Linked DNA regions of Mus musculus: all the other regions are linked to region 5. Evidence: chromatin contacts called from public ChIA-PET, HiChIP or PLAC-seq and promoter capture Hi-C data. All regions are on one chromosome and are shown on one strand. The core of a region is the stretch at or near the end of the contact, and the rest is flanking DNA. Distances in the headings are between cores, read along the strand shown. Region 1 holds the start of Dynll1 (dynein light chain LC8-type 1). Region 2 holds the start of Srsf9 (serine and arginine-rich splicing factor 9). Region 3 holds the start of 2210016L21Rik (RIKEN cDNA 2210016L21 gene). Region 4 holds the start of Cox6a1 (cytochrome c oxidase subunit 6A1). Region 5 holds the start of Ube3b (ubiquitin protein ligase E3B).

Evidence for each region. Promoter capture Hi-C pulls out the DNA fragments that hold promoters and counts their contacts. ChIA-PET counts read pairs in DNA pulled down with a chosen protein or histone mark. HiChIP or PLAC-seq counts read pairs in DNA pulled down with a chosen protein or histone mark.
Region 1: a contact with region 5 is called in an RNA polymerase II ChIA-PET map of memory CD8 T cells, with 11 read pairs. The contact joins the promoter of Dynll1 here to the promoter of Ube3b in region 5. A contact is called at or near these places in 1 of 39 promoter capture datasets (liver), 1 of 115 datasets of contacts at active chromatin or transcription factors (memory CD8 T cells) and 1 of 9 other capture datasets (liver).
Region 2: a promoter capture Hi-C map of pre-B cells shows a contact between it and region 5, with 2.2 times the contacts expected there. The contact joins the promoter of Srsf9 here to the promoter of Ube3b in region 5. A contact is called at or near these places in 2 of 39 promoter capture datasets (liver and pre-B cells) and 1 of 484 Hi-C or Micro-C datasets (pre-B cells).
Region 3: a contact with region 5 is called in a promoter capture Hi-C map of pre-B cells. The contact joins the promoter of 2210016L21Rik here to the promoter of Ube3b in region 5. A contact is called at or near these places in 3 of 39 promoter capture datasets (hippocampal neurons, liver and pre-B cells) and 3 of 115 datasets of contacts at active chromatin or transcription factors (large pre-B cells, memory CD8 T cells and pancreatic cancer cells).
Region 4: a contact with region 5 is called in an H3K27ac HiChIP or PLAC-seq map of thymic regulatory T cells, with 6 times the contacts expected there. The contact joins the promoter of Cox6a1 here to the promoter of Ube3b in region 5. A contact is called at or near these places in 2 of 39 promoter capture datasets (liver and pre-B cells), 1 of 484 Hi-C or Micro-C datasets (CD4 T cells), 2 of 115 datasets of contacts at active chromatin or transcription factors (memory CD8 T cells and thymic regulatory T cells) and 1 of 9 other capture datasets (adipose tissue).

Annotation. Positions count from the first base shown.
Region 1 is chr5:115,299,625-115,302,324 of GRCm38.p6, forward strand. Dynll1 (dynein light chain LC8-type 1) reads right to left here and starts at 1,366. Exons shown (of 3, transcript NM_019682.4): 1 at 1,208-1,366; 2 at 889-1,026. The coding sequence starts at 1,020. Gm13830 (predicted gene 13830) reads left to right here and starts at 1,496. Exons shown (of 2, transcript NR_131932.1): 1 at 1,496-1,609.
Region 2 is chr5:115,325,743-115,328,442 of GRCm38.p6, forward strand. Srsf9 (serine and arginine-rich splicing factor 9) reads left to right here and starts at 1,435. Exons shown (of 4, transcript NM_025573.3): 1 at 1,435-1,757. The coding sequence starts at 1,567.
Region 3 is chr5:114,940,797-114,943,496 of GRCm38.p6, forward strand. 2210016L21Rik (RIKEN cDNA 2210016L21 gene) reads left to right here and starts at 1,406. Exons shown (of 6, transcript NM_028211.1): 1 at 1,406-1,559. The coding sequence starts at 1,412.
Region 4 is chr5:115,347,626-115,350,325 of GRCm38.p6, forward strand. Cox6a1 (cytochrome c oxidase subunit 6A1) reads right to left here and starts at 1,333. Exons shown (of 3, transcript NM_007748.5): 1 at 1,214-1,333; 2 at 940-1,082. The coding sequence starts at 1,322.
Region 5 is chr5:114,379,360-114,382,059 of GRCm38.p6, forward strand. It overlaps Ube3b (ubiquitin protein ligase E3B), which reads left to right and starts at 1,261. Exons shown (of 28, transcript NM_054093.3): 1 at 1,261-1,616. Kctd10 (potassium channel tetramerisation domain containing 10) reads right to left here and starts at 1,146. Exons shown (of 7, transcript NM_026145.4): 1 at 1,067-1,146. The coding sequence starts at 1,069.

The DNA.
Region 1 (2,700 bases), core at 116-2,615, 920 kb after region 5:
TCACTAGTTGGATAGAACCAGGGCCAGAGATGATGTAAAATTCTTTAGGGCTCCTACTATCTTATCGGGCAATCGGTATGAAAACCTCATTTATTAAGCAGAATGTCTCTCTTACAATCCAGACGCACATACTGCTGCATTTGTCAAAAAAAGATATTCAAGCCGGGCGTGGTCTCGCACGCCTTTAGTCCCAGCACTTGGGAGGCAGAGGCAGGCGGATTTCTGAGTTCGAGGCCAGCCTGGTCTACAAAGTGAGTTCCAGGACAGCCAGGGCTACACAGAGAAACCAAAAAAAAAAAAAAAGTATTCATTTTTGTTCCATGTGAGTCTTTCATCCTCCCGTTCTCCACTGGAACCCTCCCACGGCTTCGGCTTCCAGTTTCCTTCCAGCAAACATAGCTTGAGAAGTTGGCAGTCTTGCGCCAGCTTTCTACAAAACTGCCATTTACCAAGCCTCCACCCAAGCCCCCCAAACCACCACTGCCACCCACTTTCCCTGAACTGTCGACTAACTCCCGACTAGAAGGCTGGCAAGATCTCCTCCTAGCCCGGCTGGAAACACCCACGCAGGCAGGCGCAACCCCCCCCCCTCCCGGAACACCCAGATGGATCCTCGGCGCAGGAATTCTACAGCAGGGGGAACTGCTCGCAACTCCCTGATCTTGGAAACCGTTGCTAGGTGGCGCTTTCCCCCAAGGAGCTGGGGGTTTAAAAAAAAAAAAAAAACTTCTGGCGTTGAGGGTCTGGTCTTCCCCAGAGGAACGCGAAACCCTTGCGTCCTTTCTAGAACTATCCATCCCGAGCCGCCCTGAGTGCTACAGGGAAACTGCCAGGCGCCCAGAGGACGCAGAATCGGGGAGTAGGAACTACGCGGCGCCGGGTCCTCACCTTCTTGATATGGGCCGCAATATCCTTCTCGATGTTGTACTTCTCCAACGCCTGGGTAGCGCACTCCACCGAGTCCTGTTGCATCTCTTCCGACATGTCTGCATTTTTGATCACCGCCTTCCGGTCGCACATGGTTACCTGTGTGGTGACGAAGCGCAGGGAAGAGGGAGAGGGGTCGGGTGCGGGCCGCGCTCGCTGCCCTCCCGACCGGCGCCCCCCTTGAGGACGACGCCCCCACCCGCTTCCGAGGGGCAGCTCCCGAGGTCCGCACCGCAGGCCCGAGGTAGGGGGGACGGGGAGGACCCGAGCCCGGTCTCACCGTGGAGCAGAGGCCAGCCGGCTGCTGCGAGCTCCTAGGGAAGGTGCGGGCGCCGCTCAAGCAGCAGAAGACAGCCGGTCGCTACCGAAGCCGTGGCGCATCTAAGCTGCCCCACGCCAGCCGCCGCCGCCTAATCCCTAGGCCCCGCCCTGCGCCCGCGGCCCCGCCCCCGGCCCGCGTCGCTATTGGCCATCCGCTACCGCCAGCCTCTCCCGATTGGCTAGCGGATTCAATGGTTCCCTCAGGATCTTTCCCCCGCGTTTTGTTGCAGACCACAATGCACCGCGCACAGCGTCGGTTGCCCGGGCGATGCGCGGCACGCGTGCGGAGGCCCACACACCCTGAAGGCGGAGCCCCGGGTCGAGTGGCTGGCTCCCGGACCACCCAGCAGTCTGGAAGGAGGTGAGGGCGGGCATTTTCCTCTCGGGGGCCCCACTGAGGTTAGCGCAGGGTGTGTTCTGGAATCGCAGGTTCTAGAAGGCTGGGAGCTGCCGCCCCAGGTGCCGCCCATTTCCACCATCTCCCCCCACCCACCCGGGGTCCGCACGATTTATGGCCTTTGACAGGTGGCCTCGAGCTTAGCAAGGGTGAGCCATCGATGCAGTTGCACTCAGGGTCTCGTAGGGCTTGGTTCGAAGCTCTGCTGTCACATTCCTGAAGTTTGTAAGTAAGTGCGTGTGTCTGAGGAGGCCCTGGGCTTGAGAGGCAAGTTCTACGTTCTGCCACTGAACCCTGTTTTCTTTCTTTTTCGTTTTTTCTGCCCGTGTCCTCCCCACCCTACCTTAGCATCGTCTCCCTAAGTAGCCCCAGGATGATCTAAAGTTCGCATTTCTTCTTGGCGCCTCCCCCATGCGCCATCACACCGGGTTAAATTCCGAATTTTATAACATGACACTACATGCTTATTTCGTACTGTAGCCCCTGTGTAGCTGGTACTGCCCTAGGAGACCGTATACATACTGATAGCCTAATGATTGAAGGAGAAATTCGGGAAAGGGATCGCGTATCCAGGAGGTAGAGCCTGTCTGCCAGGCAGTGGGGACCTCAAGATCTGGAATGTGGGTGGATGCCCAGTGTGTACAGGTGAGGCTGCTTCCTCGGATAGAATGTCCATTTGGGCAAAGTTTCTTGGCTGAGGATTTATTTATACAAAGGAAGACGTATCTTAAGAAAGTGATCCTAAGATGTGTCTCCTCTGGCATTTATGACTAATCGTACCCACATAATAAATAAATAAATAAAAATAACAAAATACTGGGCTACCCCTCAGTCAGTAGAGCATTTGCTTGGTATGAGTGAGGCCAGAGGCTGCATATTTGATCCCCAGGAGGCTCCAGGAGGGAGTCAGAACACTGGAAGACAGGAACAGAAGGATCAGAAATTCAAGTCCAGCTTTGGATAGATGGCGCCAAGGCTAGCCTGGGCTACATGAGATCCTGTGTAAACTGCCCTCCCCCCCAAAAAAATAAATGAAATAAAACGAGTCAGCAGCA
Region 2 (2,700 bases), core at 185-2,684, 950 kb after region 5:
TATGTTCATTGGTGTTTTTGCCTGTATGTCTGTCTGTGTGAGGGTGGCAATCTCCTGGAACTGGAGTTACAGACAGCTGTGAGCTGCCATGTAGGTACTGGGTATTGAACTCAGGTCCTTTGGAAGAGCAGTCAAGGCTCTTAATCACTGGCACCATCTCTCCAGCCCCTGGACATATTGTTTTATGGTGTAGCCTTAGGCTGGGATCCAAAAATCTTACAGAGAACAAATGAAACAACAACCGAGCTGCCTAGGGTTACAGCTCTCTATCATCTTGCTATCTTTGCCTTATATCCCTCCAGGCATCTAGGTTTGAATAGTTTTTCAGGGTAGGATCTCAGTAAGTTGTTGTCAAGGCTAGCCTAGAATTTTAAAGTCTCTCACCTTAGCCTCAGGAGAGTGAGATTTACTGGCATGCATTCCCACTCACTGTTTTGTTTGGTGAGGTTGTTCTATAGTTTAGAATGCACAAATAGGCAAACTCTACAGTGATGCTTGTGGTGATATGAAATAATACATGCGTATCCTCCACAGATTCTCTTTTCTCTCTCTTTCTTGGAGACAGGGTAGCTGTGAAGTTTCAAACCCGGGATGATCCGCTGAGGTGCCTATATAAGATACCAAAGCAGACCTGGTCTCCAGCTTCTGGCATCCTCCAGTCCTTATCTGTTACAGGGTTTGGCTGACATACCCCGCCCTCCAGGCCAGGGGCTAGGCTGCCCTTCCCCTAGAGGCTCTTCCCTATATAATCCAGACATCTTGACTACCTTCCTCTTTTTACACCTTTTGACCTTCTGACTGCAGGATCTGTTTCCCCTCTCCTTCCCGCCTCTCCTCACAGGGCCCAGTTCTGCCTGGTCTCGTCCCCTTCTGGACTCTCCTAGATGGCCTCCCTCTGAGTATAGTATGCTCTCCCACATACCTACAATAAACCTTCTTCTCCACTATACCTTTTATTTCTCTATGTAAACCAGGCTGGCCTTGAACTCATGGAGATAGTTGCTCCTGCCTCTGTCCGGGTTCGGAGTGTTGGAACGAAAGGTTTGCGCATCCACTCTCCATTCTCCAGAAACTCGGACAACCAAGCTTTGGCGACCATCTCAGGCTTACACCTCGGGTCTAAGGGACGACTACAGACCTGAGACCGAGGGCCAGGATAGCCCAGCGCTGGGCAGTCTGAGGGCTTCTGTGGGGTCCGCGTCCTTCTCCTCAGAAGGACAGCCCCAAGCTTAGTGACCTACCAGCTTAGGAGGCGCTCGGGTCCCACCTCCGGGAACCTTCCGCTCGCATCTCTAGGGAGAGACCCCGCCCTCTGCGCAAGCGCACCTCGCGGCGGCGGCTACCCCTTTAAGATCGCTTTAAAAATCCTCCGACCGCCGCCCCCTCCCGCCCCCGCTTCCTCACGGCTTCCGCGCCGCGTTCCCACAATGCAGTGCGGCTGAGCGCCTCGGGAGCCCGCGGGGGAGGCTGCGGCGGGGGGCCCCGGGCTGAGGAGGCGGCGTCGGCGGCGGAGGCGGCTGCGACGGGACGTGGGCTGCGGCGGGCCCGCGGCGTCGGCCGGTGCGGATGTCGTCGGGCTGGGCGGACGAGCGCGGCGGCGAGGGCGACGGGCGCATCTACGTGGGCAACCTTCCGTCCGACGTGCGCGAGAAGGACCTCGAGGACTTGTTCTACAAGTACGGCCGCATCCGCGAGATCGAGCTCAAGAACCGGCACGGCCTCGTGCCCTTCGCCTTCGTGCGCTTCGAGGACCCGCGGTGAGGATTCCGCCGGCGGCTCGCCCCATCTCCGCCGGGCCCGGCCTCCCCTCCCCTCCCCCAGCGCCTTCCCCTCCCCCTCCCCGCCGTGCTGACCCCTCGCGGCGCCCCCCCCCCACCCCCGGCTGGAGGCGGCTTTGCCTGGTGTCACTTCCTTCAATCGGAAGGCTCCAGCCCGCCCGACTTGCCCCCGAGGAGGGTAAAAACCAGCGCGCTCTGCCCAGCCCTCGAGTTTGGGAAAAGCACCCTAACGGGAAGCACCCCGAAATGAGGGAAGCGCGGGGCTCGGGTCCCCCGAACCGACCCTGCAGAGGACTCGGCCGAAGGCGACAGTCGCCCATCCCGCCCCCTCCTCCCGAGTCCGGGTTCGGGTCTGTGGGTGGGGGTGGCCCTCGCCGTTACCGGGGAACAGACGGCGTTGGCGGGGACCACAGGTTGCCTTGGGCGGCTGAAAAGCGGGGTGTCTGGAGCCAGCCCTCACTTGGGCGCCCCACCGAGCCTAGTTCTAGTAAAGGGGGATCAGATTAAACAGCGGGAGAGAGAGACGGGTGGGGGGTTAGCATCTCTGATTTCATTCCCCTCTAATGAGGGAAGTTAATTCCCCGCCAGAAGCCAGAAGTTAATTGTAGCAGGGATGTGGAAAAGCTAGGCTCCCCCAAAACCCGCGCCGAAGGATCTTTGATTTTTTTTTTAATTATTATTTTTATTTTTTTTGTGTGTGTGTGCAAATGTCGTGAGCCCTGGGTCAGGAAGAGGCCGGAAAGTATGCTTTAGTTTAGAGATCTCTGCGCCGTTGGCGGTCGTCCCCTTGGGAGGGTCAGTAAGGACCTGTTCCCTGTCTTCTCAGCCTCGTTGGGAGGAGAGCTTCATCTCTGCCTGCCGACCCGGTGTCTCGCCGGCCTGGGTTGGAGATTACGGATTCACAGTAGAAGTACTCCGGACT
Region 3 (2,700 bases), core at 156-2,655, 560 kb after region 5:
CACTTGAGAAAAGACAAAAACGATTTTGCATGTTAACGAGATAGGGGTATTTGCTTACTTTTACATAAATCTTGTCTAAATATTTGATACCATGGGACACAGAACTTCGTCAGTGTTTTCAGAGTGTCAATGTGCTGGTTCTGAAGTCAGCAATGCCAACAGTGCTCCCTCTCGCCAGTATTGTACACAACAACAGACACATGGGTGGGGCTGCTTCGGAAGTTGTTGGAAACGCTGTCTTAAACCCAGGTCAAAAGTCAATCACTTTTGTAATGAAACTCAAACAACTCAAACGGCAACTTTTAAGCTCGGGTGTTCTAATAGAAAACAATCAAAAGGTGTATTAATCTGATATGTATTAAGGAGTGACATTAAAAAAAAGTCTTCGTTTTCTGCAATTAAACAGTTGTGTTTCATAAGAGCAGAAAACTTTGTGTAGGGCTGGAGAGATGGTTCAGAGGTTAAGAGAACTGACTGCTTTTCCAGAGGTCCTGAGTTCAATTCCAGGAACCACATGGTGGCTCACAACCATCTGTATTGGGATCTGGCGCCCTCTTCTGGTGTGTCTGAAGACAGCTACAGTATTCATTCATATACATAAAATAAATCTTAAAAAAAATGTTGCCTGGTAGTGGTGGTGTACACCTTTAATCCCAGCACTTGGGTGGCAGAGGCAGTCGGATTTCTGAGTTCAAGGCCAGCCTGGTCTACAAAGTGAGTTCCAGGACAGCCAGGGATATACAGAGAAACTCTGTCTCGGGAAAAAAACAAAAACAAAAAACAAAAAAAAAAAAACAAAACACACACACACACACACAAAAGCTCTCAAGTGCTAGTCTACAGGTGTTTTACGGACTATGCACTAACTGCTAAATCCTCCGCTGTTCCAAGAGTCATTCCGATCTGATTTGTTTGTTCTGTTTGTTTGTCAGACCCTCAAAAGCCTACAGTTTAACAATCTTCCTAAGATCAAAACCTGAAGTAAAAAAGGTGGCTAGTTGCCTTCCCGATTTCATTAAATCGCACATGAATTCATTTTTCCTTAAAAAATTAAAAATAAAAACAAAACTAATCCTGCTTCTGTCATCTTCTTGTTTGACTTTAGGGTATTATCGTTCCCTGTGCAAACAAGAGAAAAAAAGAGAAAAGGTGGGGAGGGGATCACAAGGAGAGACGGGGAGGAGAGGAAAGGGGAGGGGATGAGAGGAGAAAAAAGAAAAGGAAAAAGAAAAACAACAACAACAAAAAGATTGGAGAAGGTGGTGGTCTCCTGGATCCTTCCGGAGCTCATTTTTCTGTACCGTTCGCCGCCAATGGTGGTCTGGGAACTACAATTCCCATGATGCTCTGACAGGTGGGTCATGTGAGAGGGAAGCTTTTTACCCCCCACAACCCCTTGCGGCATCCCAGGATGGTGGCGCCCAGCGGTGCAATGAGCGATTCGGAGAACAGCAGCAGTAGCAGCAGCGATGCGGAGGAATTGGCACGCTGTCGCGAGGCGGCTACGCCCGCCTGGGGGCTGGAGCAGCGCCCGGGGGCAGCGGAGAGACCCGAAGCCGGTAGGGGACTTTCTGGGGCTCAGGCTCCTCCCCGGGGGCCTGAAACGGATGCGTGGTGGGGTGCGAGCCATGGCGTCCTGACGTTTTAGAGGAGCTTTCTTGGGGGAGCTTCTGAGATCTTTTGGGGATCACACTGACACCGAGGGCAGAGGGTGATTGCTTTATTCCCGTGGAGGCCGCAGAGGCACCTAAATGCCTCCTGACTGCTTTCCTCAATGCGTCCTGTGTCCTCCCTCTGGAAAGGTAACCAACCCATCACCTGTCTGAGATGACCGTGATGCCCCTCCTTCTTGTAGTCTCAGAATCCCGACTTTCTCGGCCCTCACTTGATGTCTCATTCAGACTGAGCTCACCCGGGAGTATACCTAAACGAGAGATTGCCTAGCAGACGGAATGTATCCGGCATCTGCCAGTATAATGACTCTTAATCATGGTTAGAGAATCCAACAGGCCTTATAATTTAGAGAGTAGGCAGAAATATATATATATATTGCATCTGTACTTGAACTCCTCGTGGGAATTTAATACCTTCTCCTCTCCTGCATGTGAGCTACAAGCCACAGTCACGTGATAATACCTGTTTGTCCCAGTAGACGACACCATATTGTTACATCTCGTTACAGCCTTTTACAGATACATCCAAACATTTTCTTCACAGTACACTGTTGGAAAAGAATCATTTACACTCTTACCCACCATAAAGCCCCTGAGATGTCTAGTTCCATTTCCAGATCAGTGAGTTGCCTCAGCAATTGCTACACAAACCTGCCAACCTCACTGGATTCCCAGAACCCATGGTAAAAGAGAGGATTAACTCCCAAAAGTTGTCATGTGACTTAGACATACAACAGTAAACATTTTCAAGTCTCAGAAGGGGACCGATGTAAAAACAAAGTATATAACTTATAGTTTTATTTTATTTTATTTTAGACATAGAGTCTCCCATGTAGCTCTGACTGCCCTAGAACTCGCTACATAAACCAGACTGGTCTTAAACTCATAGAGATCTGCCTGCCTTTGCCTTCTGAGTGCTGGGATTAAAGGTGTGTGTTGCCAAGCCTGGTTTAAAAAGTGGCCTTTAGATTATTCTATTACATTTTATGTTGTGTGTCTGTAGACTCACACAGGTGTCATGGGAGCT
Region 4 (2,700 bases), core at 83-2,582, 970 kb after region 5:
ATCTCCATTTCATAACGTGGCAGAGAATAACCAGCAACTACTACTGATAGAAACTTCCTGATAGCTACTACTGAGAAAACGCTTGTTTTCTGACCCCAAGTGCCAGGGGCGGGATATGGGAGCATTATCTAGAGGCCTTAGGAGGGGGGTGCTACTGCCACCTAGTGGGCAGAGCCCCAAGGCAAGGCTGCTGTCAAACACCTTTTCTTTTTCTGAGAAAGTCTCCCCCCTGGCTGTCCTGGAGCTCACTTTGTAGACCAGACTGGCCTTGAACAAGACATTGGCTCTCTTTGGCCTCTCAAGTGCTGAGGCTGTACGGGAACGGCATGGAGCCTTCTGGGTTGTAAAATTGAAGTCTAGAATAAGTTTCTGCAAGGCCAGTCTTAGGTGAATTAGGTGATACAGTGGAAGACGGGCTTGTTAAAATACATCATGAGACATTATAACTGTCTTTTTTTTTTTTTTTTTTTTTTTTTTGGTTTTTCGAGACAGGGTTTCTACACGAACAGCCAAGGCAAAGAACTGATAAAACGACAGGCACTGTGAGAACCAACGGGCAGTCTGTGCTTAAGCCTACGCCAATCGCCCGGATCCCGGATCACCTTCAGGATTTGCGGCTATAAAGGGACACCCCAAACCTCCAAACTTTCCCGCAGGAAGCTAATAAAGTGCACCATTGGACAAAAGGTGACAAGTTGGAGGAGCTGAAAGCCCGCAGGCATTTACTGGGTGGCCTTTTAAGAAAACCGAGCCACGACCTACAAACTGGCTTCCCTTCCGTCAAACGAAGAGTAAATAAAATATTCTATCTGCACGGACGGACAGGCAGCCAAGATCCTAAAACTCCCCCAAGGGCTGGGCCAGGGGAGTGGACAACCCCGCAATAACGGATGCCTGGAGGACGGACGGACAGACGGACAGTAAAGGCGCAGCGCCTACCTTGGTCCTGATGCGCAGGTGAGGGTAGGCAACGAACGGGGGTCTCTCGTGCTCTTCGTGCCGCGACTTGAGGAACACGTTGAGCATGCTCACTCCCACCCCGGGCAGCGCCACGAAGTAGGTGAGGGCCTTCCACATCCGAGCTGCGGCGGGGGCCACAACGTCAGCCTCGGCCGCTCCCTCCCGCCAAGGTCACCGCCCCGGGCTCCGGCCCCGCCACGCCGCCGCACGCCACCCGCCGAGACCCCACGCCCATCCGAGAGCCCCCGGGTACCTGAACCCTCCTCGCCGTGGGCGCCACTCGACATGGGCCGCCTCAACCCGGGGAGGGCCCGGCCCAGCGGCCGAGAGACCCGAGACGCTGACAGCACCGCCGACGCCATCATGGAACTACACCGGCGCGCCGGAAGCGGAAATGGGGACGGGCGAAGGGGGCGGGACAAAGACGCCGAACGACGTTCCTATTGGGCAACGCCTTCTCAGACCTGGCTAGGAACTCCAGCGCCTGCGCACTTTATCCGTCCCTGGGGCGGCTGGAGCGAGAGCGCGCATGCGCCCCGTTCCTGTGCCCCATCTCCCTGCTTGTCAGCGCCTAGGTGAGGATGTCCGCGGAACTGAACTTTTGCGAGCTTTTCTGGTTTTAATCGCTCCCTTCTTTGGAGTCCCTGGACAGGATCTGAAGTGCGGAGAACAAGTCACGTTAGCGGAGGCGCCATTCTCTTTCCTCGCTCGCTGCCTTCTAATTCCGCGATTTCCCAGGCCCTCGACAGCCCTGTCCTTGTCGTTATCATTGTCCCTATCGCTCTTAAAGACCGTTGTTATTCTCTTCCGTTGTGCCCTACATAGACTGTAAAGTCCGCAGTGCTTAGATTTTTGCCAGCGCTGCATCCCGAGAGTTACCCGAAATCTTTCATGGCAAGTAGCAGGTGCTTTATGCAATTTAATGAATGAATGTATGAAACCGTGTATTAATGAGTCAAGGAACAGACCCAGGAACCAGTAAGGACCCTGCAATTGCCAGCAAATCTGGACTTTGTTTAGCTCCATATCCTCAGCGTTTGTTCAATGTTCCTGCTCCCGCTTTGAATACTACACACATCTGTTAAATTTTGTCTGTAGAACTTTACAAATATCTCCTTTTTCCCTTTTTATTTATTTATTTGTTTATTTATTTATTTATTTATTTTGGTCTAAAAGCCTCGCATCTTTAATGCTAGTATCTGCGAGGAAGACGCAGATGGAACTGACCCCAGGCCAGCCTCCTCTACAGAGTTCTAGGCTATCCAGAGGCTGCATAGTGAGACCCTGTCTCCATAAAAACAAAAACAACAAAACACGCTGTACTGGTTAGTTTTGTGTCAACTTGACACAGCTGGAGTTATCACAGAGAAAGGACCTTCAGTTGAGGAAATGCCTCCATGAGATCCATCTGTAAGGCATCTCAATTAGTGATCAAGGGGGAAAGGCCCCTTGTGGGTGGGACCATCTCTGGGCTGGTAGTCTTGGGTTCTATAAGAGAGCAGGCTGAGCAAGCCAGAGGAGGCAAGCCAGTAAAGAACATCCCTCCATGGCCTCTGCATCAGCTCCTGCTTTCTGACCTGCTTGAGTTCCAGTCCTGACTTCCTTTGGTGATGAACAGCAGGGTGGAAGTGTAAGCTGAATAAACCCTTTCCTCCCCAACTTGCTTCTTGGTCATCATGTTTGTGCAGGAATAGAAACCCTGACTAAGACACACGCCAAGTGAGGTGGCTCATAAGAGTG
Region 5 (2,700 bases), core at 11-2,510:
GAACTTCTCCAAACAGTCTCAATGAGGATGTTGTCAATCCTGCTTACTAGGGAAGCTAGGTATTAGAATCTGGTTTCAAACGCCCTCCATTTCACAGCCCAAATCCTTAGTGACACACAGAGACTGTAAAAATACATCGGTGAGCCCAGACTATCCTGTTGTTAACTAGTTCCCAGGTTAGCCCCAGGGGACCAGTTGGTGGTCTACCGGTGCTGCTGGCCGCCTTCTACCAATGTGTGTGTCTCTTGTTTTATACCAAATAGAGCTTGACCAAAGCCAGACACAGGCCGAGTCATCTGTCTTCAGTTTGGGACTGATCTTGTGAGTGAGTGGCAGACAAAGAAGACCTGGGTTAATAGTCCACCCGCCCCCCATCCCCACCCAAGGACAAAGAACCATTCAAGGGACAGACCCTAGAGAATCTCAAGTAAACCGAAACCATCCCATAACGCAGACAGCAACAGCTGACATCCTGGGACTCCCGAGGTGTGGTCACCTAGGGCCTCAAGGGAAGTGATTAGGTAGGTATCCAGGTGCCACTTGAGGCCAGACTCTGTGGTCAGGGTACCCCGACCTCAGACATGTCTCCTTAGAATTACTGTTACCAGTCATCTCGCTCCAGACTTGTGGGTTCAGAGACGCCCCCTCCCTCTCTTGCCTGGAACCCCACCTTACTCAAGGCACAGCCTCCCAGAGGCCAGACTTTGCTCGATTCCAAGGGTACACGCTCGCCCCTCTCCACACGCCCTCGAACCCTCGTTCGTTCCCCACCCCGAGCGTCGGTCTCGATGCCTCCGCCGCCGTCTCTTTGTCCCGACGATCTCCCACGTCCCATCGCCCATCAGCACTCCAGGCTCGCCGCCCAGCGCCACCACCGCCCGCAGGACCAGCCGCCCCTTCGCAGATCCCCACCACCACCACCCCGACCACGGCTCCTTTCATTTGAAGCCCTTCCCCCGCTCCGGACCTCGCCCGCACGCGCTACTCAGCGCCCCACCGCTCCCGCTCAGCCTCGTCGCCACCCTCGCCCGCCCCGAAGCTCCCCGACGGCGGCCACCGCCCTCACCATGAAAAGTCGGAGGACGCCGGAGTCTCCAAATCCGGACTGAGAGGCAGGAAACACCCAGCTCGCTCAATGCAGGGGGCGGAGGCGGGGCCGGGGCGGGCACTTCCGGCGTCCGTCCACACCCCACTTCCGCCCCGCAGAGGGACTCTTCTTAAAGCGTTCCCCCCCACCCCCCACCCCCGTAAGCCCTAGATGGGGGGAACTCTTTTTATCAACCGTTCCCGCCTCCCCTTGGCCGAGTCAGGCGTTTAGTCCCACTTCTGGATGTTTGTTTCTCCTTTCCGTCTGCTAAAGAAGATGACAAGAGGAAAGGAGTCCTCACCTCCTCCATGGGCAAAGAAGCAGTGCGGAACTGTTGTTTCCCGGAACTGAATAATTGCTTGCTTCCCAAGAGGTGTTCGGAGCACAACACCCGGGGCAAGATGGCGGCCGGGCTTCGGCCGCTGCCCCGGGGCTGGCGGACCTCGGGGGGATCGGGCTAAGGCGGCGGTCGCTGCGGCCCGGACCCCGAGTGCGGGGCCTCGAACGGATAAAGATCTCCGGACTGCGGGTAGCGAGTGGGGACAGGATGGGCGCTTCTCTGGGCGGCGGGGCCAGGGACGGAGGGAGGCTATCTGGGGGGCCGAGTCTTGGTTTGAGTGAAGTCGGAGGAGGGACTGGCTTGCGGGCTTCGGGGATCTCCTTGTCCCCCTTCCATTGATTTCCGTGCCGAGGCGACTGGCCTTGCCAGCCAACTGATTGTGGGCGAGACGGACTTGTTCTTGTGGTTGTTGATGTCGGTGCCTGTGAGAGGCGTCGGGCCTCCGGATCACCCCAAGTGGAATTCGAGCCCAGTGCTGTCGCTCGCTGTGTGACCTTGGGTGAATCTAGTCCCATCTCTGACCCTCAGTTTCCTCCTCTGTAAATAGAGTAATTAGATTGTTTTACGGAGATTATTTTAGAATACGTTTTAGTGTGGTTCCTGACGGCTCTTGATCAAAAGCTGGAAAAACTGGATCGTATTTTGACTTAAGCCTAGCTAGCCTCACAGGGTGCCTGGCATTCTCAACTTCTCTTTGTGGTGCCTTTCTGTGTGTGTGATTCCTGAACCTTGCCTTTTTGACTTGCCGATAAGTAATTCCTTTGGGAATTCAAAGTCAGGGACGGTGGGTGAGGACACTGGCGAGTTATGTGCCCTCTGCATTTCGTTTCCCCATCTGGATAGGCTGTAGCTGTCTAAGAGCAATAGTTTGGCTTATTAATGGTTTCTTTAAGAGCTGTTGTCTTATCTTAGGCTTTTAAAATTGGGGTGTTGTAGCCTCACAGGATAGGCTTCCAAAGGGAGGCCTAGTTAAATAGATCTACAATGTCTGTTACATGGTCTACACTTAGATGGTGGCCCTTAGGCCTGGGAAACTAGCGACTTCTACCATAAAAGAAAGTCGCTCAGCAACTTGTGTTTATTTTTACTTCACAGTCTGGACTCCTGTGCGACATGTTGTGCTTCTTGAAGTTAGTCTCAACCAAATAGGTTGGTTGTAAGCAAGTTGCCTGGGGACGTAGAAGTAATGCAGAGTCTTGTCTGTTAGCGTTGAAAGCTTGGCTCTGCGGCTTACTAAATGTATAACCCAGACCAAGGGAGGCGAGATTTGATT